Linked DNA regions of Sus scrofa: region 2 is linked to region 1. The links are chromatin contacts, called in public HiChIP or PLAC-seq maps. All regions are on one chromosome and are shown on one strand. The core of a region is the stretch at or near the end of the contact, and the rest is flanking DNA. Distances in the headings are between cores, read along the strand shown.

Region 1 (4,181 bases), core at 1,608-4,107:
AAGTAATCTCAAAATAACTCATATTCAACTTTGGGTTACGTTTTACCATTTCAATATGAGGATTCACCAAAAAGCAAAGCCCTGAAGTTAATGCTCCGTAGGAGACACTACTTTATTAGTAACAGTTATACATTAGTTGGTGTAGTAACAGAAGCAACAGTGATAAGCAACAGCAAACATTTTAAAAGAACTTACTAAGAACAAACATTCAGCAAGCACAGAGTCAATCATTAAAATGCCAGAAGGTAGGTACTATTATCTCCACATTACAGATGAGAAAACTGAAGTTAACTTTCCCAAGACAGTTAGGCTCTAGGACCACTGCAGAACCCTGCCTCCCCCTATCTAGTTCACCGTCACTGTACTGTTAGTAATAAATGTCATCATTTCTCAAGCTGACACACAGGAGGGGGCAGTTGTTTAAAGGCCTTATTTTCTAACTCCTGTAAAGTCCAGCTTAGATAAATAAATAGGTCCTTGTAACTGATCAGTCTGGGTCAAGGTCAGGAAGAATTTAAAACTATTTGACACTACAGACAATCTACCCTTAGATAATCAAGACTGGCTGTGAGTTCAGAGGCTATAGAGATCCATAATGTTGTTGTTTTAAATCTTTTGGCTTTATTTGTTAACTAAGGTGTGACAGAATGGAATAGCTTGCTTTTGAAGTTATCCAAAGACTACATTGGTTACAATATGAATTCTAGCATATTTGGCTTTGAAGCTACATTTTACACTTTTTAAAAAGAGATCAAGCTAAACATACAGTTCTCAGTCAAAAAGCCCTGTAGAGTAACCTGATCTGAGCAATGGCACTTTAACTTACTGCCAAATAAAAAGCATGATCGCCTTATTCCACACACACAAATACCATTCTGGGATAGGCCAATTAATCATGAATATAACTTTTCAGACATTACATAATTTCACAAAGACTTGCTTCTAATGCCTGCCAAGGAAAACAGCAATTTGTATCACTCGGAATAAATCTACACTTGAAAAGAAATGAAAGTTACAAATATGAAACAGTATAACTCTGGTCACCTCTTTCATGCCACCCTTCCTCATAAGTTCTGCAATAATTTTATTTTATAAAACTGGCACTAATAAAACAACCTAAAATGATTTAAGTTGTAAAATTACATACACAAATGAAAATAGGAAAATATAAGTAATTTTTACATCTACAAGAGTAGCAACCTCTAAGATATGGGTAATAGCACTAAATATATATGTTATATTATATATATATATATAAAGTCATGTGAATACTACATATTCGTGGGTCTTCCAATATTACTCAAAAAACACAGGTATATTAAATCATTCATTATTGTTTTTAAGAGATTCAATTTTCCCACCTAAAATTATTTCTGTTTTCTAAATAAATGTTTCATTGACACATCCCTGGTAAATCAGGAGTAAGTGATATCTATCGTCAACATTTTTGGCTATAAATAATCAACATAAGTCTGGTAAGTATTCTTAGAAAATATACACACCAGCCCAGGATTACATCAGTATGTTTATAAAATTCCTTAACAGATTATTTACAAGCAAAAAAAATTAGGAGAACAAAGCAATTAATTATCCTCATGCTTAATAATAACTGTACTGAAACTATATCCTTTAAAGGGGTATGCATAAACTCATGACAGATTTATCTGTATAGTTCCTCTCTATAGTCATTTTTACTTATTTATTCTTTATACAGTCATTTGGGGGGGGTGGTTATTTAGGGCCACACCTGCAGCATATGGAGCTATAGCCGCTGGCCTACACCGTAGCCACAGCAATGCCAGATCTGAGCCGCATCTTCGATCTACACCACAGATCACGGCAAGCCGGATCCTTAATTCGCTGAGTGGGGCCAGGGATCGAAGCTGAGTCCTCATTGAACCTAGTCAGATTTGTTAACCACTGAACCACAATGGGAACTCCTATACAGCCATTTTAAAAAAGAATGGTCTCCTCACATTAGTCTTCTTTTAAAAATTAGTTTCTCTTTCATTTACTTAAGATTTGGTTGGACTAGCTCCTGCTTTTGAAACTTGCCTAAGGCAAATCTGTCACCCTATTCATTATCACTCAAAGGCAACCAAGTGCCCATATATGCATATGGGGTTCTAGTGATTTTAAACAAAGACAAACCACTAATGTCAGATCTTTAGTAGGTGTGCAAAAAACAAATGGAACAGTGTATTTCCCATCTCTGTTGCCTCATCAGCCAAGATTTTGTTCAACTTTATGTGTTTTGCATTTAAAAACATGAAATTTTTCATTTTCTAAAAAAGATTATTCTCAATGTTTTTTCCAAACCCTATAATTATATGTGAATGTAGATGTGCTGTGCACACATGTATATAGGTACACACATGTACGGGTATATGTGTGTGTGCATACAGATTTCTAAGATAGACATGTGCTCTTCATTCTCTCACTCCAGTTAAAGAAATAATAATAACAGCTATGGAGTTCCTGTTGTGGCTCAGTGCTAACAAGCTCGACTAGTATCCGTGAGAACGTGGGTTCAATCCTGGCCTTGATCAGTGGGTTAAGGATCTGGTGTTGCTGTGAGCTGTGGTGTAGGTTATAGACAGGGCCTGGATTCCGCATTGTTATGGCTGTGGCTGGCAGCTGCAGCTCTGATTCACCCCTAGCCTGGGAACTTTCATATGCTGCAAATGAAGCCCTAAAAAAGAAAAATAAAAGGGAAAAAAAATAAAAACAGGGTTTTGTTTTTTGTTTTTTGTTTTTGTTTTTGTTTTTTTTGGCCCCACCAGCAGCATATGGAAGTCCCCAAGCCAGGAATGGAATCTGAGCCACAGCTGCAAACTACACCACAGCTTTAGCAACACCAGATCCTGTGCCAGGCTGGGAACTGAACTGCTGCAGAGACAATGCCGTCTCCTTAAACTACTGCACTATGGCGGGAACTCCAATAACAATTAACATTTACTGCATATTGACTGTGTGCCAGATATTGTATGAAGTGCTTAAATTATCTCAACAATCTCGGCTAGGTGTTCTGACTGTTCAGTCTTATTGAGGAAACTGCAGCACAGAAAGGTTGAATGACAGGTAGAAGGAGCACAGCTGCAAGTGGCAGAGCTCAGATTCCAAGTCAGGCGGTTGACCTCAGAACCTGCTTTATTCACACTCGCTTGAGTCTCTAAATTAGGTGACAGTAACCAGAGCAGGGATGGGATATACACATAAGTCAAGGGCAAGGGTCAGTTTGGAAGTGGCAAGTGGAGGTGAGTTTATAATGGAGGGGGATATTAGAGGCAGAAGCCACAGGAGGTCTTTTATTGTGAGAGGAGATGAAGAGGAGACCATCAGCAGTTCTCTACTTAATTCAAAAGGACTTTTACAGGAGTTATGTAGAACAGAAGAAAAAAGGATAGTCTGTCAAGAAGAGAATCTAAGAAAATGTAGGTGCTTGGGAGATGGCTCAGAGGGCGGATGAAATGAGTTTACAAGGAAGGTGCTACCTAGAGAAACTTAAAAAGGAATGGAGAGAGAGAAGGCTGGGAACCTGAGCAGCAGATGAGGGAAATGAGATAATCCAGAGCTTGCTGGTGCCTGGCTTTGATGCCCGGGGAGAACAGCCAGAGTAGATGCAAAAGGAAATAAGAAGCCACTGTAAAGATTTAAGGAAGGGGGCGGCGTGGTCAGGAAGTCCACCCGGCAGGAGGTAACAGCCCATTCTAGGAACCTGGAAGGGAAAGCAAGCAGGGCAGAATGACAGGCCTGGAAGCTACTGAGTTCAGTGGATTTCATAAAGACCTGTGCTTTTCTGGACAAGTCTGTACGTTGAGGAGGAAAAGCCAGACAGAAATTGCTCTAAATTTAATAAAGTCTTCAGAAAAAATTGCCAAGGCAGAAAACTGCCTAATGACTCTGCCAGTAGAGCTAAGCTAATTGCTTAGCAATTACTGGTCATGAGCACTGGAGAAACTGTAGACATTTTTAAACCCTTGCACTGTGAGGAACTATGTCTCAAGTGGCCTTGAAATTTTTATTAGTATTTGGGTGTGCTCTGAGCAAAGTTCTCTACCCATGTCACCAGAAAAAAGATGATAATTTCCCAGAGAAAATTGTTATGTTGTCTCCTTCATTAAGCCAGAGTTCTCCTCAGCTAAGATGTACATATGAATAATTTATACTCACCTGGACCA
Region 2 (4,396 bases), core at 1,435-3,934, 67 kb before region 1:
CAGCCACAGCCACGCCAGATCCGAGCCGCATCTGCAACCTACACTACAGCTCACGGCAATGCCAGATCTTTAAACCACTGAGCAAGGCCTGGGATCAAACCTGCAACCTCATGTTTCCTAGTTGGATTTGTTTCTGCTGTGCCACCACGGGAACTCCAGATACCACTAGATTCTGATTCGACAAGTCTGGGATGGGGCCTGAGATTCTGCATTTCTAACAAATTGCTCTACCATGAACCACACTTGACTAGCAAGGGTTTATATATTAAATATGTGTGATTCTCAAACTTTTGCATGTTAGGATCTCTTTACAATAAAAACAAATTATTTATGAGCTTCTGTTTATAAGGGCTATATATATTAGTTTTAGGGAGAAATCTGACAAATACTTATTTGTCAAATAAATACAAACATAATTATATGTTAACATAATTTTCTAAAATAAAAAACAAAACAAAACAAAATGGTGAGAAGAGTGGCACTGTTTTACATTTTCGAAAAACTTCTCAACAACAGGCTTAAGAGAAAACAGCTAAATTCTACTATCTATTTTGGTATTCAATTTGCTGTGATATTACAGGTCATGAAATTCTTGACAACTCCACTGTACACTTGGGGGAGAATGAGAATGAAAAGGACAGGGAGTATCTTAGTATTACTTTGAAAACTCTTATGACCTTGCAGACTCCCTGAAAGGGCCTTAGGGATCCCTAGGGGTACCTGGACCATACTTTGAGATGATCTGTATTAGATAAAAGATGAAAAGAATTTTTAAAAGATGGGCAGCAAGACCGTGACTATTTTAAAACAATATGGCACTTATTGAATGCAGTGTAAGAGATCATAAGAGGCACTATAGGTTGGTAGGAAAGGGGACCTCTTCCTTCTGCGGTGCTCTTGTGTTGAGGAGAATGAACATCCATGATCGAGTTCCTAAGCTGGGGGTGACCAGGGCTAGAGAAAAACCCCTGTGAGACAGTGCAGGCCAAAGATGAGTCAATGGCATTTTGATAACCAATAATCTAATTGAGTGACACTATCTCTCTTTATTTGTCCTTTTTCTATCCTCTGGTCTAGCCCATTGGTTCTCAGCTGTACATCAGAGATGTCTATATTCTAAAAACTAGAGATGTCCGTATCCTACCCAATCTCAACTCTTGTCTCTCAAGCCAGTCTGGTCTCAGATGCATCCGGGATTATTTAAGGCAAAGGGTCTTGGGCACTAAACCTTGGTCAATATGTTAAATGGGGGTGCAACACTTCTCCATTCTGCTGTCCCACCTCCATCCCAAGGGCTGTGGTGGCAGCAGTGGTGCCTAGTGAGAGATCCAAGTGCAAGGTGAATCTTGGGGGAAACAGAGATATCTAAAGAGTCGAGGTTTCGGAGGAGATGGTCACTTGGTAGACAGCTCCGTGACAGACTAGCATGTCACTGATCATGACCTTGTCACTAGGCGGGTGCGTTTTTCTTTCTAAGAAGAGGACCATATAGGAAATAGATTATCTCATTTTCCTTATTAGGAAAATGGGGCACCTCTGATAAAGGATAAAATGATCAGGGAATGAGAGATGATATTTATATATACTCTGTCAATTTCCCTTATTCTCACACTAAAATCATTTGTGAAAGGCAAGAATTTTTTTTTTTTTTTTTTTTTTTTTTTTTTTTTGTCTTTTCCCATTTCTTGGGCTGCTCCCACGGCATATGGAGGTTCTCAGGCTAGGGGTCTAATCGGAGCTGTAGCTGCCAGCCAGGGTCACAGCAATGCAGGATCCAAGCCGCGTCTGTGACCTACACCACAGCTCACGGCAATGCTGGATCGTTAACCCACTGAGCAAGGCCAGGGATCGAACTCGCTAACCACTGTGCCACGACGGGAACTCCGGCAAGAATTTTTTAAAAATATCTCTCCTTAAGTATATTTGGGAAGTAACCAGATTCTTTAAGTGGCCCACTGCCTAATGCAAATTAAGTAAAGCTCTGATTCATCACTCAGAGGCACTTCTGGTTAGGTAACAGTAATATAATACCAGTACTGTGACCTTTGAAGTAACAAATTAAAAGACATGTCAGAAGAATGCCCTCCTCTTTGACCTTTTGTCTGTTTCCACAGATCAAACCACTTTTAAATTCCGGAAAGTTTTAGGAAAAACACATTTACCAAAAAAAAAAAAGAAAAAAATTTCACAAAAGTTCACATTAGAGATTCAATCTGAAAAATTATTTCAGAAACTATTTTACTTCTTCCAAGTTGAAACCTGGATAAAATTTTCATATGTAAGTTATAAAATCCCAGTAAGTTACATTGTAAACACACTGCATTAAACCCATACACACTTGAAATAAAGCATCTGCTCCGAGCAAGTAACTATATGTACTTATAGTGCTTCACCTGTGAAACATTACAATTGAACTCTTCCTTTTTTTTTTTTTTGGCTATGCGTGTGGCATGTGGAAGTTGCCAGGTCTAGGACTGAACCCGTGCCACAGCAGTAACAATGCTGGATCCTTAACCTGGCTGTACCACAAGGGAACTGAACTCTTCTTTAAAGAAAAGACTAAAAGCAAAAGCTGGACTTACTTTTGACCACTGAGCTTCTGTGGTTCCGGGGGTTGGGGGGTGGCTGAGACAGGTCATTCTAATAGCTAGTTGTCTAGTCTAATCCTACCTGGCCGACAGAGTGGGAGCATTTAGATCAGCATGGCCACTGGCCACTGATTTCAAAACCAAGTTTGGGAGGCAGGACAGTTAGAAGAGCAACTTGCCTTTTCATTTTGCTCTCCCGTACCTTCCCTAAAATACTGTGTTTGTGTGTGTTTACCAGCTATAATTTTCAAAAATAGGACCAAGTGATGTTGTAATTTCAATCCTGGCTGATGGGCTTCCATAGCAAACACAAGAATACAGCAAGCCTTAAGAAAGAAAAAAGTGGGAAGAGAAATATCTCTAAAAATTCTTCTTTGTGTTGAAAGTGCATTTCAAAAGGGATTTGTCAGTCTTTAAGATAACTTTCCAACATCAAAGCACAGCCCATCACCCAATCTGACCAACTAATGTTGAAAATGTGAAGCAAAGAAACCATCTCTAGCTGTCCTCGGGTCATCTAGAAAAACAGTCCTATTCCACTGGCCTATAGAAGTTGAAAATAATGCTTTTCACTGATTTTTTATTTATCTCCCATAAGCTTTCAAACAAGATTTGAGGCAAAAAGCCTCTGGCAATAAATGGTGGTGTCCCTACAGGGTTACTGATGAACCCCATTTTGATTTTGTTTTTTGGCTGTGCCAATGGCATATGGAAATTACCTGGCCAGGGACTGACCCTGCGCCACAGCAGTGACAATGCTGGATCCTTAACCGCTAGGCCACCAGGGGACTCCCCTGATGAGCCCGTTTTGACAGTTGTGCAGCAAATATATAGGCTGGGGGTAAGAGCTGGGCTGATGATGTGTTCAATCAAGTGACAGGCTGGTTTGCCAATGGATTTGATGTCATGTAGCTATCCAGCTTTTAATACTACTGGGATCTTAAAAGTCCAAATTGGCTACCATTAGAAGTTAGGTGTTGGAAAAACAAAAACACGAAATACCATGAGTAGCAGTATAAAAAGACATCAGCGATTACCCCTTCAGTTAGTGAGCGATGCCCCTCTCAAAGTCCACTGTTCAGGGAGTTCCTGTCGTGGCTCAGTGGTTAACGAATCCGACTAGGAACCATGAGGTTGAGGGTTCAATCCCTGGCCTTGCTCAGTGGGTTAAGGATCCAGCGTTGCCATGAGCTGTGGTGTAGGTGGCAGACGCGGCTCGGATCCCGTATTACTGTGGCTGTGGCATAGGCCGGCAGCTACAGCTCCAATTAGACCCCTAGCCTGGGAACCCCCATATGCCACGGGAGCGGCCCTAGAAAAGGCAAAAAGACAAACAAACAAACAAACAAACAAACAAACCCTCCACTGTTCAGATTGGCTTCCTAATTCTAGCAATACTTTGCGTTGAGACTTCAGTAACAATACAGTATTATGAGCACAGCTTTTGTCACAATATACTAATATTATTCCCTGGTCACAGTTAATCAAAGAATGTCCATTCAACTTTCAAAGGGTTAGAATGGTTTAGCAATGTGTCCAACAGCTGAGTGCCTACTGTGTTCTTGGCACTTTTCTAGCTAGGTTGTATGCAGACATTCTGTTTTCCAAATTTAATAAGGAAAAAAGCTCTGAGAGTTTAATTTGTTAACTAGTATGCAACTGCTGAACTCAAGAACCACAAACTACGTAAATAACCGGAACTCAAAGAGACATGTTAACAGCTAAAGTTCATTTTTAAGAATCAATTCAATATGCTACATGCAAGCAATCAATTACACTGCAATCATCATTTACAAATCAAAGTACAC

The links. HiChIP or PLAC-seq counts read pairs in DNA pulled down with a chosen protein or histone mark.
Region 2: a contact with region 1 is called in an H3K27ac HiChIP or PLAC-seq map of skeletal muscle. The contact joins two enhancer-like sites. A contact is called at or near these places in 1 of 47 Hi-C or Micro-C datasets (epiblast stem cells) and 1 of 2 datasets of contacts at active chromatin or transcription factors (skeletal muscle).

Annotation. Positions count from the first base shown.
Region 1 is chr14:77,508,622-77,512,802 of Sscrofa11.1, reverse strand. All of the region lies in intron 3 of KAT6B (histone acetyltransferase KAT6B), which reads right to left. Among named protein-coding and RNA genes, the nearest start is that of KAT6B, 120 kb to the right of the region's middle. Within about 2 kb of position 2,857, at least 9 of the 83 cell types and tissues checked have an H3K27ac peak or open chromatin away from gene starts, as enhancers often do. A contact at or near this core is called in skeletal muscle, where this site is marked.
Region 2 is chr14:77,575,124-77,579,519 of Sscrofa11.1, reverse strand. The region is part of intron 13 of KAT6B (histone acetyltransferase KAT6B); the gene reads right to left. Among named protein-coding and RNA genes, the nearest start is that of DUPD1, 66 kb to the left of the region's middle. Within about 2 kb of position 2,684, at least 3 of the 83 cell types and tissues checked have an H3K27ac peak or open chromatin away from gene starts, as enhancers often do. A contact at or near this core is called in skeletal muscle, where this site is marked.